Linked DNA regions of Mus musculus: region 1 is linked to region 2. The links are chromatin contacts, called in public promoter capture Hi-C maps. All regions are on one chromosome and are shown on one strand. The core of a region is the stretch at or near the end of the contact, and the rest is flanking DNA. Distances in the headings are between cores, read along the strand shown. Region 1 holds the start of Arpc5l (actin related protein 2/3 complex, subunit 5-like). Region 2 holds the start of Morn5 (MORN repeat containing 5).

Region 1 (7,827 bases), core at 5,137-7,636, 3.0 Mb before region 2:
AGCTACATGAGACTCTTACAAATCTCATGCTGAACCATTGGCAAGAACTGTGTTCATCACAGTCTGGAACACATAAGTGGGGGGTATATTTGCTAAAGTGTTACAGTGCTGGGGTGTACAGTTGACAGAGGCAGGACAAAAGTTTGACACATGCCTTGGTCCTCTCTCCTTCAAGAAAAGAACAACAACAACAAAAAACCTTTTTTGATTGGCGTGAATGAGTCCAATTTCTGCCAACTGCTCCTTCTGGCAGTGAGACTGAGCCTACATTTTTAAAGATGTCTTCAACTCCTTTTCAGCAGCTCTCTTCCACAAGCAAAAGAAACATATTGAGGCCCCAACTAAGCCCTTCTTACCTCACCATGCCACCTGCCCCTGTCCTATATCAAGGGTAGTTTTCCTGCCTAGCCTAAAAATCCACAGGTAGAAAGCAAAAATAATATGACTGCAAGTATTTGAAGATCCTCACTAGATGCTTTCAGGGTAAGGAGAATGTTCAATGTCAAAGTTTGGGCCTGCCATTCCCAAATACCCATCAGACCATCCTACATCTGTTCTGAGTCTGGCCTCCCATTGTGAACCCTGGGGGAACTGCAAGCTACAGTGCAGCAATGCAGTCACGTACCTTTTCATGCCACTGGAGTAGCACTGCACTGCTATTTTCTGTAGGCTTCTCAAACCCTTTATAAATGTACTTCATTAGCAAATCAATGCCATTTCTGTCCAGTGACTGCACAGCCTGCTCAATTTCGCTGCTCTTAAAGTTTGTGAGTACTTTCAGGACTACACCCTGGGCTCGTTCCTATAAAAGAAGGAAAAAGTAAGTGAGGCCAGGAGCTGCAATCCTAACACTACTGAAGAAACCAATAGACAAAACATGCCAGAAACACCAACCCTTTCTAATTCATCCCCGATAGAGCTACATAGGTGAGCTAAACTTCTTTGGCTTTAATTAAATTTCACTAATTTTTACAAATAAGTGACTCCACTTACTGTGGAGAGAACAAGTAGTTTATTATAGGTAATATGACTTTTTTTTGGTGTCAGGGTTTGAACCCAGGATCATACATATGCAAGCTCTCCCACTGGGCTCAGCCCAGCCTCAAGCATCACTACTTCTGATACATCAGCAAGGCCTTAGACTTTACAGATGACAAGGTTATCAAGCAACCCACTGCACCACTATCTGAGGACTGCCAGATGATTTCGGTGAAAAGCAATGCCATGTAGCAGCACACTCCCAGTGATGCAGAGTTACTGTCCAGGCCCCGGGGAGTTCAAACTGCTGCTAAGGACACAAAGTCCTGATCCTGACAGCTGTAGCACAACCTCTTTACCTTCACAGCTTGATTCTTGGTGTTGATTGGTGAGTTCCGCAAAGCTGCATGGAACGCCCGAAGCATGTCCCCTGTGCATCAAAGCCAGTTAAGGATGGCTAGGCTCAAGCATGCCCATGCTTTCATTAATGACCTCCCTTCATACACAGCTCCAGAGTAGTTAAAGGGATCTTATCCATACCACGCACTGCCTCCCGCTGGCCTCTTGCAACCAGGCACAGGCTGCTACAGCCTTGACCTTTCCTGAGCCACAGGAAGGAGTAGAGGGCAGTGCCCTCTGCCAACCTGCAAGCTCTTCCTGAAGTATCTTCCTGAAGCTTCCTCCTCAAAAAACGGCCCTCTTTTGTGTTAGAATCTAATAGAGCCTGAAAGGAAGAGTATTAGCTCCAGACTCCCAATACCAAGTTCTCAGCACAAAAGAAATTTCTTTGACTCAGAGGGCAGAGAATAAGAGACAAACATGGGAGAGAGAAGATGAGGGAGAAGAGGAAAGAAGCAAGGGAAAGGGGGCAAAGGTATTTGTTCCAGAGAACAAGGACAAAGGACTGCCTCTGGATAGAGACAACAGATGGGGTACATAGGAAAATGGTGCTTTATAAAGGTAAAATAGGCCAGGCAGTGATGGTGCACGCTCTTAATCCCAGCACTCTGGAGGCAGAGGCAAGTGGACTGTTGAGTTTGAGGCCAGTCTGGTCTATATTGAGTTCCAAGGCAGCCAAGATTATACAAAGAAACCCGCCAAAAATAAAAGTAAAGGTACAAATGAAAACCCATGTTAGAATGTGGTGTTTCATTTTAACTGAGCATGTTAATTACATGAGCCAAAGGGGGCTTTTGATTACTGAATTTCAATACTTTGATGGCTGGGCCTGGGTAGGAGTAGGAATAAGCCAAATAAATCCAAATAGACTTTAGGGGCTGGCTTCAGGAATGCAGTCTGGTTAACACGGTCCACCAAAACCATGCCTGCCGTGTTCGAGCTGGCCAGAGTCCCTTCAGAGCCTACTTGCACATGCTCAGTGCTAGGCACTGTCTGCTTTACAGGATCTTCATGGGAAATCATGCACAAATGGACTGCAAGGAGTTCTCACCCTCTCTCATTCTAAAAGGGAATAGAAACACACACATCTTAATAGTTTTGTTTTTCAAAGCAGGGCTTCCCTGTATACCCCAGTCTGTCCTGGAACTGTAGGTCTGTAGACCTTGAACTCAGACATCCACCTGCATCTGCCTCCTGAGTGCTGAGATTAAAAACAGTCAATGCTACCACCACCAGGCTAGACATAACGCATCTTCACTCTGTGCCTCTTATCAAACAGCTAAAGCAATCAAGTATGTCAAATATACCTCTCAGGCTAGGCCTAGTAGTTCATTCCTTTAAATCTCAGCACTTAGGCAGATTCAAGGCCAGCCAGAGCTACATAGTTAAAACATGTCTCAAGGGGGATGTCTGAGATAGGGGGTTGTCTGTCTTCCAAATCAGCAAGGTCTCACTTTGGCCCACAAAATGAGCCATTTGCTCCCTTTCCCCACAAGCCTTAGATAGAATCCTAATTTCACATTCACTGCTGAGTTCTGAATACCCAGCACACTGAAGAAAATTACAATCTAGGTTATGTCCCCAAAGGTTACACCTATTTTAAACTGAATTACATCAGCCAACTTTCATTTCCTCATGTGAAACACTGGCTTAAGCCAAAAAGCTTCAAAAATAGAACAAGGAATGACTCTGCCCAATCAGGTCTTTACTTTTGACCATGCAGCAATGCCCATGTGTGAACAGCTAGCCTCTGGTGCAAACCTGAAGTCCCAACTTCCCTAGTGAGTACCATCTTGAAAAGCTATTCTGTACCACCAGGCAAGTCACTTCCTTACCATGTTGGAATGGACCTACCTTACAGAGTGGACAGGTGCCCCACCCTTTATCTTTAGTTTTCTTTTTCTTTTTCCTCAGACAAACAAGAACTAGTCCTGATACAGCCACTGATAACCCTCCACCCCATAACTTTTCTAATTCAGTATCCCCAGGCAATAAGCAGGGTCCCATAAAAGCTTAACAGTACACATGAACTAACAATCATTTCATTCACAAAAGAGATGAGAGGGAAAGGCAGAAATGATGTAACTAGTCCACAAGGATGAGAACGTTAGGCTTAGCACTGCAGCCTGTCAAGCAGCCACTGACAACCAAAGGCTCACAAATGCTGGGTACAAGAGGAAGCAGAGAGGCACCTCTGCAATCATGTTTACTAACTAGCCTCCATACCCAGATAGTGTCCAATAGCTTCAGACAACAGGCTGAAGAACCCACCAGACCATTCTCAGCCATGGCCATTTTAAACCAGATGATTCTTTGATGTATGCTGCAGGATATTTAGCAACCTCCCTGGCCTTTACCCTAAAGTTTCCAGTAACATCCTAAAACTATCAAAATGTCACCAAACACTGCCAAATTTCCTTGAGGAGGGGTGAAAAAAACTACCAAATCACTCAAAACCACTGCTCTACCTACAGTCCTACTTGAAGGACCAGAAGCTGTTTCACTGAGAAAGAAAATGAACTACAATGGTACTTTAAAACCGCTGGAGTGGAGGGAAAAAAAAATCCTCCCTGGGGGTTTTGGATCCAGGACCAGATACAGTCACATCTCACCTTATTCTACAAACCCTCTAGGACAAGAGCCTGACTTCTGCCATAGAGATAATGAAACTGAGACAGAAGGGAAATTACTTGCCCAAGGTCACAAAGCTACAATTCAGAGCTGCCTTTCAAATCCAAGCCCTCTCTACAATCCCCTGCCCCTCCTACAACCCGGGCCCAAGTTTTGGAGTACACCTGCTGTGTGTTTAGTGGTACACCTGTTGAGGTGGTAAGACCAACATAGTTGTCTCTATCATTTAAGAATGCTGAGGTTCGGGCTGGTGAGATGGCTCAGTGGGTTAGAGCACCCGACTGCTCTTCCGAAGGTCCAGAGTTCAAATCCCAGCAACCACATGGTGGTTCACGACCATCTATAATGAGATCTGATGCCCTCTTCTAGTGTGTCTGATGACAGCTACAGTGTACTATATAATAAATAAATAAATCTTTTAAAAAAAAAAAAAAAAAAAAAAAAGAATGCTGAGGTTGAGAGAGTGTATGACCAGCAGAAGGTTAAAGCAGGTTAGACAGTGCCTGTGTGGATGCACAGCAGCTTTCTATTTCCACACTCTGCTCTTCCACAAACAATTCCCAGCACAGGCCTGAGACCACCACCACCTAATGTCCCCCTAAACCTCTTCACTATTCTCTCCTAAGACTCACATGAGGGTCTATAGACTGAATGCAATGATTAGCACCTGATAGGGACTCAATTACTACTTCCATCCTTCTCCCTACCTGGGCCTGACATCTGCTAGGGTTTCACTCTCCTCTGCTAGCCTCCCTTCTCCCAATCCCGAGAGGTACACTCTCCATAGTAACAAGGCTTCTGACACTGCCATGAGTGTAGAAGCAATCTCTTCTATAAGCTAAGCCAATGCCTCTAAGCTGCCTAAGAAAGAAAGAAAGAGAGAGAGAGAAGAAAAAACAGCCAGGGACTTCAGCAAGGCCCAGCAACAACACCAAAGCAGAAGCTGACAGATCCCAGTCTCTTCATCAATATAATTAGGATTCTGGCCCAAATGCATCGTTCTGGAGCCTTGTCAACAGTACCTGCACATAAACCAGTCAGTACCCTGCACCATTCTAAAAACCAATCTTCCCTCTAGGGGCCTTCTCATGACCCAATTTAACCATCAGAATGGTGCAGGAAATAAGTTTGAAATCTCCACATTTCAAAAACATATTCTTGTTCAGTCTAAAAGGGTTGTTTTCAAGATATATTAGAGGAGCACTATAGGACTCCTCCCAAAAGCGGTACACCTGACTTCCCAGGCTGAGTCAACTGATTAAACAGCCAGAACCTGATTTATATACAGCAAGAGCCTCCAACCCTACCCTGGCAAGTGCGGGGGAGGGGTACACACTTCCTGTCAAGCTATTTGAATAAAGAAAAAAAAAATCTTCCTGTGAGAATAAATCAGTTTCCTGTGGTGCTCAAACTGCTAAGAGACCAAGCCAGCTGTGACAATCACCTCTATTTTTACTCTTCTGTTCTAAATGCTTGTTTTCTGTGGCCACCAGCAGTCATTTTCAGTCGTGGGGAGCCACTTTTACATTTGACACTGTATGGTGTTTTTGAGCTCTGAATCACTAGCTTTTTCCACGCTTTCTGCACAAGGCGGTTAATGGCAGAGTCGCATTACTTGTTGAATGTACTTGGTCCATAAAGGCGCAAAACCCAACGTGCTGAGGAAAGTGGCGACAGGTGAGAAAAGGTAGCAGGCCATATCACACCTGAGGGCTGGACCTTAAAGCACACCTCCCCCACCTCCGCCCTCTAGTCAGTCTTCCTCCAACCATCCACCCACCTATTTTCACGCCGGGCTACAATCGGGCCCAAGAAAGCCAGTTAGACAAGCGCAGTAGGGCAGTGGCCCTGGCTGCTCAATGAATCCAAGGTGGTTCACCTCGGTCCCTCCTGAGGGCAGCACCTGGGAATGACCCCGCTTACTATAAGGAGGGATAAAGGGATACCAAGGCCGATGCACGGACACCCAGAAGGATGCGGAGCGCAGCAGAGCAGAGGGAGAGGAGCTCCAGGGCTGCGCTGCTGAGAAAGGCGTAAGGCCAACCACAGACCGGGAGAACCTGGGACTGACAGGAGCCGGGAGGGGCTGGGGTTGGGCGGAGGACCGGGAGACTGGGGCTGGGGTGATCAGGGTGCGAAGGCCGAGCCGGGCCGCCGCGCCGGGAAGGATATTGCCGCAGGAGCCCGTCTACCTCGCAGGGGTCGGGGCCTGGCTCGCCCGCCGCCGCCGCTGCCTCTTCGTGCTCGTCTACGAATTTGTTCTCGTCAAATTCGTCGATATCCACGCGGCGGAAGCGTGAGGACAGTGTGTTCCGGGCCATGGCGGGAGCGCGGCGGCCACTCAGCCGCCTAGGCTTCGCTCTTTCCCGGCTCCCCTCCGCACCGGCTCCGCTTGGGGGCGGGAAGCGGCCGCCAGGCACCGCCTCCCCTCCTCCGCGCGCAGCCGCCGTCGCCCGCCCACTTCCGGGATGCGCCGGAACCGGAAGCTCTTGTGGGCGGAACTGCGCCGTGGGATCGTGGAATGCTGATGAAGTGGTGTCAGGCGTTGCAGCCGTAACTCTGTCCTCTCCGAAGCCGGGCTGCTGGTATAGCCAGCGCTTCTGTCCGCTCCGGAGGAAGAAATCTTAGAGCTAAGGGATGGCAGGGAGTGACGCGCAGTGCCGGAGTCTCTTAAGCACTGACCCACAAGAGGACCCACTTTGTTAAAAGTAAACGGCTTTAAAGGCGTTGATGTGTAACCCAGGGGCTGGCAGGACGCTTGATAACATCCTTTCTTGAGGATGTAACGACTCCTGCGGGCGTTCCGAAAATTAAAGAGGATTCTGTGGCCACCTGTACTCCTGACTGAAGAGGCATATTTTAGGAGGCGAAAGCTGCAGAATCCCCAGGATTCTTTCTATTTCAGACGTAGGCTAAAATGAATCTTTTCTTGTAACTATATGAAAACTATTTAATAAAAAATATTAAAAAAAAAGAAAACTATTACATTTTAACCTAGTAGAACTCGAGCAAAAAAAATTAGGTGAGACATGGTTTTGCTCCTGCTACACATAGCGAGTAATGTGGCACATGCCTTATTCCAGCCCTTAGGAAGCAGTGGCAGGGGGTTCTTGTGAGTTCTAGATAGTTTTGACTACATAGTTCTAGATCAGCCAAGACTACAGAGTGAAACCCTGTCGGGAAATTTAAAAAAGAAAAAAAGTGCTATTCTTGGAGACCTGGGTTCAGTTCCCAGCATCCACATAGCAGCTCACAGTGCTCTGCGACTCCACCTCCAGGGAGATCCAGTCACCTCTGCCGGCACAGCACATACATGGTACATGTAAAATTTAAAAATGTAAGGGCTGTCTTAATTACATCAGGGATGGCAAAGTACAGTGCCTGTAAGTTTTTTGTCTTCAAAGATGGGGAATGTAATTGGGAATTCAAAAATATTGTGAATCCTGGGTTTAATCCTAGCACTACAAAAAATGTCCAGAAATATGATGTATATTTGTAACTCTAGTAGAATCCTGGTCATCTTTAGACTTCCATTTAAAACTAATCCACACTCGGTTCATTTCTCCTTATCCCATTTACAAAAGGCTTATTCATTCTATCCAACCAGTATCCCCATCCTGGGCCTGAAAAGCATTAAACCCTCAGAGACCTTCAAGACTGGCTCTGGAAACAGGCACACAAACACATGGCTTAACTCAGCTTGGTACTTAAGAGCACTTAGGATACAAGGGTACGCTGCTACACTTGGGATGGGAGGTGACTAAAAAATGTTCATTACAGTACCTTTTTTGTTTTTTTGGTTTTTGGTTTTTTGTTTTG
Region 2 (7,232 bases), core at 1,403-3,902:
TGGGTGTGCTACACAAATCCTTCTGTGCCTTATCTTTTCTCACTTGGCAAATGGGAATCACTGTGGGTGTGTATGGGTGATGCACAGTAGTGGCTGCTATAAAACGTGGGAGGTCTTAATTCATTCCCTGTATTCTCACTGAACTCAACTCTGCAGTGTTTCAGAATAGAGAGAGACAGGGACTCAGTCTCTAGCCCATGCTGACCTGGAACTCATGTAGCTCAGACTGGCCTTGAGCCTGTGGCGGTCCTCCTGCCTCAGCCTCTCCAACGCTGGGATTATAGGTATAAGCTATTATACCATGTTTTCCATTTTTTATATTTAGATATGGTACATGCAAATCATGGATTTTAAAATGTGGCTAAAAACAGATTTTGAAGCATAGTTGACATGCACATACACATACTTAAAGTGTACAGTTCATACATTTTGACAAAAAATCCTGGAAACCACCCTCATGGTCAATATGATTAATATATCCACCACCACAGTTTATGCTTACTCTCTTTAATCTTTTTTGTTTGTTCCCCCCATTCCTCATCCCTAGGCAAAAACTGACCAATTTTCATGAATTGATTTCCCATAATTTAATATAAAAAGTATCATATATACTCCTTTTTTTGCTGGACATTTCTGATTCCTTTCATTTAATATAATTCCTTTAAGATCTACTCATGTTACTGTTATGTGAACCAACATTTTCCTTGATGTATACTATTCCAGTGAATGGATATACCACACTTGTTTGTCCTCTCACATGTTGGTGAATGTCTTGCTTGATTCTAGTTTTCAGTCATTACAGTTTCCATTATATAAAGCTAGAAGGAGTACTCACAAGCACACCTCTGTGTGTGCATAGATTTTCATTTATCATGTTAATAACTAGAAATGAAATGGCTATCTTACTTTTAAGAAACTGCCAAGCTTTTCCAAAGTACTTGTCCAATTTTATATTCCCATCAGCAATGGGGAGTCTATATAACCAAAGATTAGGTTTTAATTTATTCTACATATGAAGGACAGCCAATGGACAGTGGTGGCACACACCTTTAATCCCAGCACTTGGGAGGAAGAGGCAGGTAGATAACTGAGTTCAAGGCTAACTTGGTCTATAGAGCGAATTCCAGGATAGCCAGGGCTCTTACACAAATCAAAACAAACCTAAAATCAAGATGTGTGTGGGTTTTTCAATCTCTGTGCCCAAGCCCAATCCTTCACCTCCACCTGTCAAAACTTTCGCTGTAGGAACTTTTGCCTCATGAAAAGAAATGATATGGTTTAGACACAAAGCTGGGTAGAAATTCTCGACTCCCTCACTTAGCTGGGTTGTTTTGTTAAGTTCCACCATTTATTTGCAAGATCAGCCTGAACTGTCTCACTGTCATGAAAGGCATTGCACACCCAAGCATCTTTGCCACTTTCCAAAGGGTTAGACAAGGGTCTTGAGTCCTTTAAGGCTCCCTTTTACCCTTTAACCTTGAAGCTGAGATAATACCATCTCCCTTGCAAAGCTGACTGAAGATGTGGACAGCATCCCATTATATATATTACTGCCACTCTCTCTAAGAATCTGTCCCTGTGCTTGGCTAGACCACTACTCCTGCTTCCTCAAAACACCCTGCAGTTCCTCTAGCCTGTGCATACAGATCCTCCTTCATCTCTGCATCTCTACAGCCCCATGAAGTGCTTTATAGCCCAAACAACTATCGCTTATCTGTCCATTACCCACCCCCCCAGCATCGGCCTCTCCAGCTCTAAAAAATTTTCTGCTTTCTTCATCCAGAGCTGCTGGCAAGGCAAAGTGACCATCTCACATGTGGTCTGCCTCTCTTGACCACAGGGCTGACCTTGATTACTTGTCATAACTGTGTTACGCTTAACCGTCCCACTGTGTTTGCAGGGATTCTGACCAGGGTCAAATTCAAAATCTGGACACAGAGAAAAATCAGTATTTGCCGAATAGCACTTTCTTTTCTTTTTCTTTAATATTTATTAATTTATTATATCTAAGTACACTGTAGTTGTCTTCAGATATCCCAGAAGAGGGTATCAGATCTCATTACAGATGGTTGTGAGCCACCATGTGGTTGCTGGGATTTGAACTCAGGACCTGTGGGAGAGCAGTCAGTGCTCTTAACTGCTGAGCCATCTCTCCAGCTCTGAATACCATTTTCTAGTTTTCTTTGCCTGCATAATTTTTTAAATATTTATTTTTTAATGTGTATGTTTTGCTCTCATGTATATAATGTGTACCATGTGCATGCCTGGTGCCTACAGAAGCCAGAAGAGGAACTTTGGTTACAGATGGTCATGGGTGCAGGGGATACGCGCACGCGCTCGTACACACACACACACACACACACACACGAATGAATGAATGAAAGAATGAATGAGTGAATCCTACCTATGCGACTTATTAGGTATCTGTGCTTGAGCACTATAGTTGAACAAGTTTTTGAAAGCATTTGGCTGAGGGTCCTTGGCGGAGGCTTAAAAACAGTTGTCTTTCACTAGCCTGAAAGTGGAGACATGGACGAATGGGGGCTTACCTCCCGTTTATGTATTCCCCGAAATACTGGCTCCCGGTGTACTGCATGTTAACAGCTAGTGTCTAACAGACACCAACTTCAGCTGTCTTGGCGTCACTATGACAACCAGGAGATGTGGGCGGAGACCAGATGAAGCCCCGCCCCTCGGGACCGCTAGACTTCCTGGAATGGCTTACGCTTCGCCTCCTCCAGCGGCCCTAGAGCAGTGCGCTTGCGCGTCGCTGGAGACGCATGCGCAGATGGTACCGGGCAGTCTTGGCCAGCCAAAGGGGACTTGAAGGAGACGGGCGACACGGCCGAGGGCACCTGGTCAGGGTCGCGGCTACCGCCGTCATGCCGGGGATAGTGGAGCTGCCAACTCTGGAAGAGCTGAAAGTGGAGGAGGTGAGGCTCTTCCTGAGGGCAGGCGGGAAGCCTGGGATTGCAGCTTTCAGGCGGGCCCAGGCACGGTTCCGGCCTCTGCGACCTGCATGGTCACATCTCGCCTTGGCTCCAGCCATTCCTGTGCGCACTGCGACCGGCCTCTCTTCTTGTGAATCGGGTGATACTTTCCATTAGCATCACCTAGCCCCTTGCTCTCCCTCCCGGTGAGGCGAGCCTGCCTCCTCTTGGTGCTCACCTTCCCCTTCCAAGTCTGTCAAAATCTCGGTGCAGAGCAGGCCTGGGTGCCGCGGCAGCACACAGTACGTGTTGGACAGTGAGTCTGGCATGGGCCAGGGTGTTTTGGTAATGGGACACAAGTAAAGCATTTACTTCTTCGAGAGACATTTAAGTATTTGTTATGTGCACGTGCAATGGGAAGTAAGAGACAGTGCCCAGCTCTTATAGTTTATAGTTTTATAAAGAGACAGATAAAGAGGCTGTACAGCACAGTGCATGGCTCTGTGAAACGTGAAGTAAAAGTGGTGTGCTATTGTAACTATCACAAACATGATCACTCCATTTCTAAAGGCCGGGCTGCTAATTGGAACACAAAGTAAGGTAGGGTATAACTGGTTTCCCTTGTAGACCAGAAATAGGCCCCAAGAGTAGAAGCGATTTGCCCAAGGTCACATAGACAGTGTATGGAAGACTTGTAACAGGAACCCAGATCTTTTCTGAAACCCAGCCTGTTAAATCTTTCAGCCAAAGTGCAACAGAGTGAGGAAGGACTTGTAGAACCGTGTTGTCGAGGAAGCTGAGAGCTGTCTGATGTCAGCCTACTGTTAGATTAGCGGTGCTAAGCCTCTAGAGAAGTCACTGACGAGGCGGGAACAGTTTGGACTTTATACTGTGAGACAGAGGGAAAAGATGGCTGTGTTGTCATGGCAGGCACTGTGTTGAATGTTCTCCTATACGACTTCACGTAGGCTCTCACAAACCTGTGAGGATGGCAACTTGGTATTTTCCTCAGATGAAGAAATTGTTAGCATATTTATATGAAATTGACTTAGAGGCGAGAGAAAGGATTTTCCTATCAGCCAGTCTTTTATTCTTATCCCACCGTGTAACTGGTCAAACATGAGTTGACATATTTTGTTAGATGTTTAATTTGGCTTAGCAAACATTTCATGCAAAAGCATCCTAATAAATTTCTCTTTAAAGTTTGCACAATTGGTATATATAATTATGTAAATAACCAGAGTAGTAAAAGTTAAAACACATGATTAGTACTAACACATGAAAGGCGGGCAAGCAGATTTGATGTTGGAGCTGATGTCTAGCCCTTTCTTTGGCTTGGTCATTTTGAGTAGCTTTCAGCACTTGTGGACAAGGGGTTTTGCTCAAAGTGAGATGACTCTGGCTGTACAGTTCTCTATGAGAATATAAGATGGGTAGACTAGCCACATTAGGCTTAATGTAAAACATGGCATTTGAAGGCTGGTACAAAGATGAAGTTGTGGGGGAGTCAGGGGCCTGAAAGGGGATCCCGAATGTAGTGAATTGAGTTGCATCGAGAGAGCAGCACAGGCCCCTGTATGAAGTCTGGTGAGAAGGGTGGAGGACAGTTTGGGCTCAGAAAGCCTTGAACAGCAGATAGGAAGCTCAGGTTTTACTCTGTACCTAAGCATGACTCTTTCTGGGGGCTGGCTTCTGAGTTGTCGTACCAGCAGCGTGAAATAAGAATTGTCCCAGCAGCGTGAAATAAGAATTGTCGTTTCAGAGGTCACTTCAGCAGCTTGACAGAGACTAGACTGACAGCAGGTAAAGCAGGAAGACTAGCTCAGTGGCCATTACAGAATAACCCTGGCAACTTGTAGCTGTGCTTCACAGAGGCAAAAGATAAGAACCTCCATCTGGAGCGAGTCCTACTTGCAGTGGACTCCTAACACAGGCAAAAAAGGCTGAAGAATCGGGGTCAGGTTTGCAACATGACAGACCCAGTGAGGCCAAGAGCAGCAGCCGCTTTGGGGAGCAGGTAAAATCTACCTTGGACTTCATTGACCAAGGAGTCACGTCACATCCCCAGGGAAAAACCATCCAGAAGCTTTGGGTTAAAAATTCCTCGGGTGTGTTGATAATTTAGAGTAAAAACTAATCAACAGCCAGTACTGATGCGCCTTTTATGTGTCAGACACATTCTGTTCCATAGATGAGTTCATTGGACCCTCAGGAGGTCCTAGGACATATGTACATCATGCCCCATTTTACATAAATAAGGACGCAGGCCTGCCACAAGCTAAGTTCTATGACAAGTGGTACGGAAGTGACTTTTGGGAGCAAGGGCAGTACTGGCTTTGTCTGGCTCAGTCACACACTTGCTGTCTATGGAAGGCGGCACTGCAGAGCAGCTGTGGACGAGCTAATGAGGAAGGATGCTGAAGTTCTGTGTTCTGGAGACAGAGGATGCTGGGTAAATTTGAGAGGGGACTGCTGGGCTTCCTCAGTTATGAGGAAGCAGGCAAGAGGACACGGTTACACCTCAAGTTCTCTGCTCCCTCGGTGATAGTGATGTTACGCCAAAGTCCCGGGGAGAGCCACAATTCTGATGGATGGCTGTCGTGTCCCAAGTGAATCTGTCTATTTGCTGTTTAGGAATTGGCTCAGTGATTGTGTCTCATCTCTGTTTCCCTGTGACAACATGAATATACCTTTGTTTTTATAAGGTTGCCATTTATGTAGCGAAATAAAGCAACTAATGCTACAAGCTTTGGAGGGCTGCCATCTTGAGGATTTGAGTAACCAGATCAGCCACTTAAGGATATTTTTGAGGCATTTGGCAAACAAGTAAAACGGTGCTCAGTTTTTTTATTTGTAAAATTATTTTTAGATTTATTTATTTTATGTGTATGAGTATGCGTGTGCCCACGTTTATGCCTGGTTCCCATGTGAGCCGGAAGAAGGCATCAGATCCCATGGAACTGAAGTCCCAGATGGTTGTGAGTCACCATGTAGGTGCTGAGAATTGCACCCAGGCCCTCTGGAAGAGCAGCCAGCACTCTAAACCACTGAAAACTCAGTTAGAATTAAACAAAAATGTGAAGCAAGATTTGCACCACATGCTTGTAACTCCAGCTCAGGAGGTTTGAGAATAGAGGCCAGCTTGACTGACCTACATAGTTCAAAGCCAGCCTGGGCTACTTGAGAGTGTCTCCAAAAACCAGAAACAAAACAAAAAGGTTAACTACCTTCTGTTTTCCCAGCTGGCTGTAGGTAATAAAATATAAACAAATATGTATCAAACCTAAATATACAGATTTACAGATTTGGGGTATAAATTTATTAAGAGTTTTCATGGCAGATTTCTTTTGTATGTAAGTGTACTTTGCATTGACACCCGCAACAGTACAGTGTGGGTTGGCAGTCCTGGACCTTGTTGTCTTCCTGTAGGGCAGCAGTTCTCAACCTGTGGTTTGCAACCCTTTTAGGGGTGAACTGACCTTTTCACAGGGGTCGCCTAGGACCATCAGAAAACACAGATTTTATGTTACAATTCACAACAGTAGCAACATTACAGTTATGAGGTAGCAATGAAGATCCATCTCAGGATGAAGATGATGCGTGAGGAATTATATTAAAGGGTTGCGGCATTGGGAAGGTTGAGAACCACTGCTATAGGGTGGATCTCTCCTTTCCCCAGCATTTGTCTTCTTAGTAACTTAATGGGTATGAAGTGCATAAAAATAAGACTACAGACTTTTCTCATGTTAAAGTTCTCCATTTTTTAAAAGTCCAGTTCAGTAGTGTGTTGATGTATGGTAGTCTGACAGGCTGGGTTTTAACAAACCTGCTAATGTTCTCTGTTACCTTTCTCGGTTGGTCAGGAATCTGAAAGTTCCCTAGTGGAGAAAACAGCAATTGCAAAGAAAAAGCATACTAGATCAGAAAGATGCACCCTAAACAGGACTGTCAGACAGCCCATGCCCAGATGCCAGCAGTAAATACCCCATCCTGCCTTTTAAAGAAGTTGCCAGTGGCAGAGCTGGTCATCGGTGTCCACCTGCAGTCTGTACTAGAGCAGAAAGATAGAAACATTAGAAGAGAAACAGAGTAGCCAGAATGAGTGAGACTAAAGATGAGTTCTCCCAGATATCAGAGTGCTCTGTCCCTTTCTGGTAATTGAAACATTGTTGCTTTGGCATAGACTTAGACTGTAGAGCAGGGAGCTGGGCCCTGGACTCTGCAGTTCCTTGTGGTCCAGCTACCTACAACTGCTCTGTGATGCTTCTCAAAGTGCTGGACGGTGAGCAAGGGAGTCTGACA

Evidence for each region. Promoter capture Hi-C pulls out the DNA fragments that hold promoters and counts their contacts.
Region 1: a promoter capture Hi-C map of pre-B cells shows a contact between it and region 2. The contact joins the promoter of Arpc5l here to the promoter of Morn5 in region 2. A contact is called at or near these places in 2 of 39 promoter capture datasets (liver and pre-B cells) and 1 of 9 other capture datasets (liver).

What each region holds. Positions count from the first base shown.
Region 1 is chr2:39,006,698-39,014,524 of GRCm38.p6, reverse strand. Arpc5l (actin related protein 2/3 complex, subunit 5-like) reads right to left here and starts at 6,386. Exons shown (of 4, transcript NM_028809.1): 1 at 6,181-6,386; 2 at 1,338-1,410; 3 at 626-802. The coding sequence starts at 6,329.
Region 2 is chr2:36,044,893-36,052,124 of GRCm38.p6, reverse strand. Morn5 (MORN repeat containing 5) reads right to left here and starts at 2,652. Exons shown (of 5, transcript NM_029309.2): 1 at 2,550-2,652. The coding sequence starts at 2,596. It overlaps Ndufa8 (NADH:ubiquinone oxidoreductase subunit A8), which reads left to right and starts at 2,787. Exons shown (of 4, transcript NM_026703.3): 1 at 2,787-2,933. The coding sequence starts at 2,883.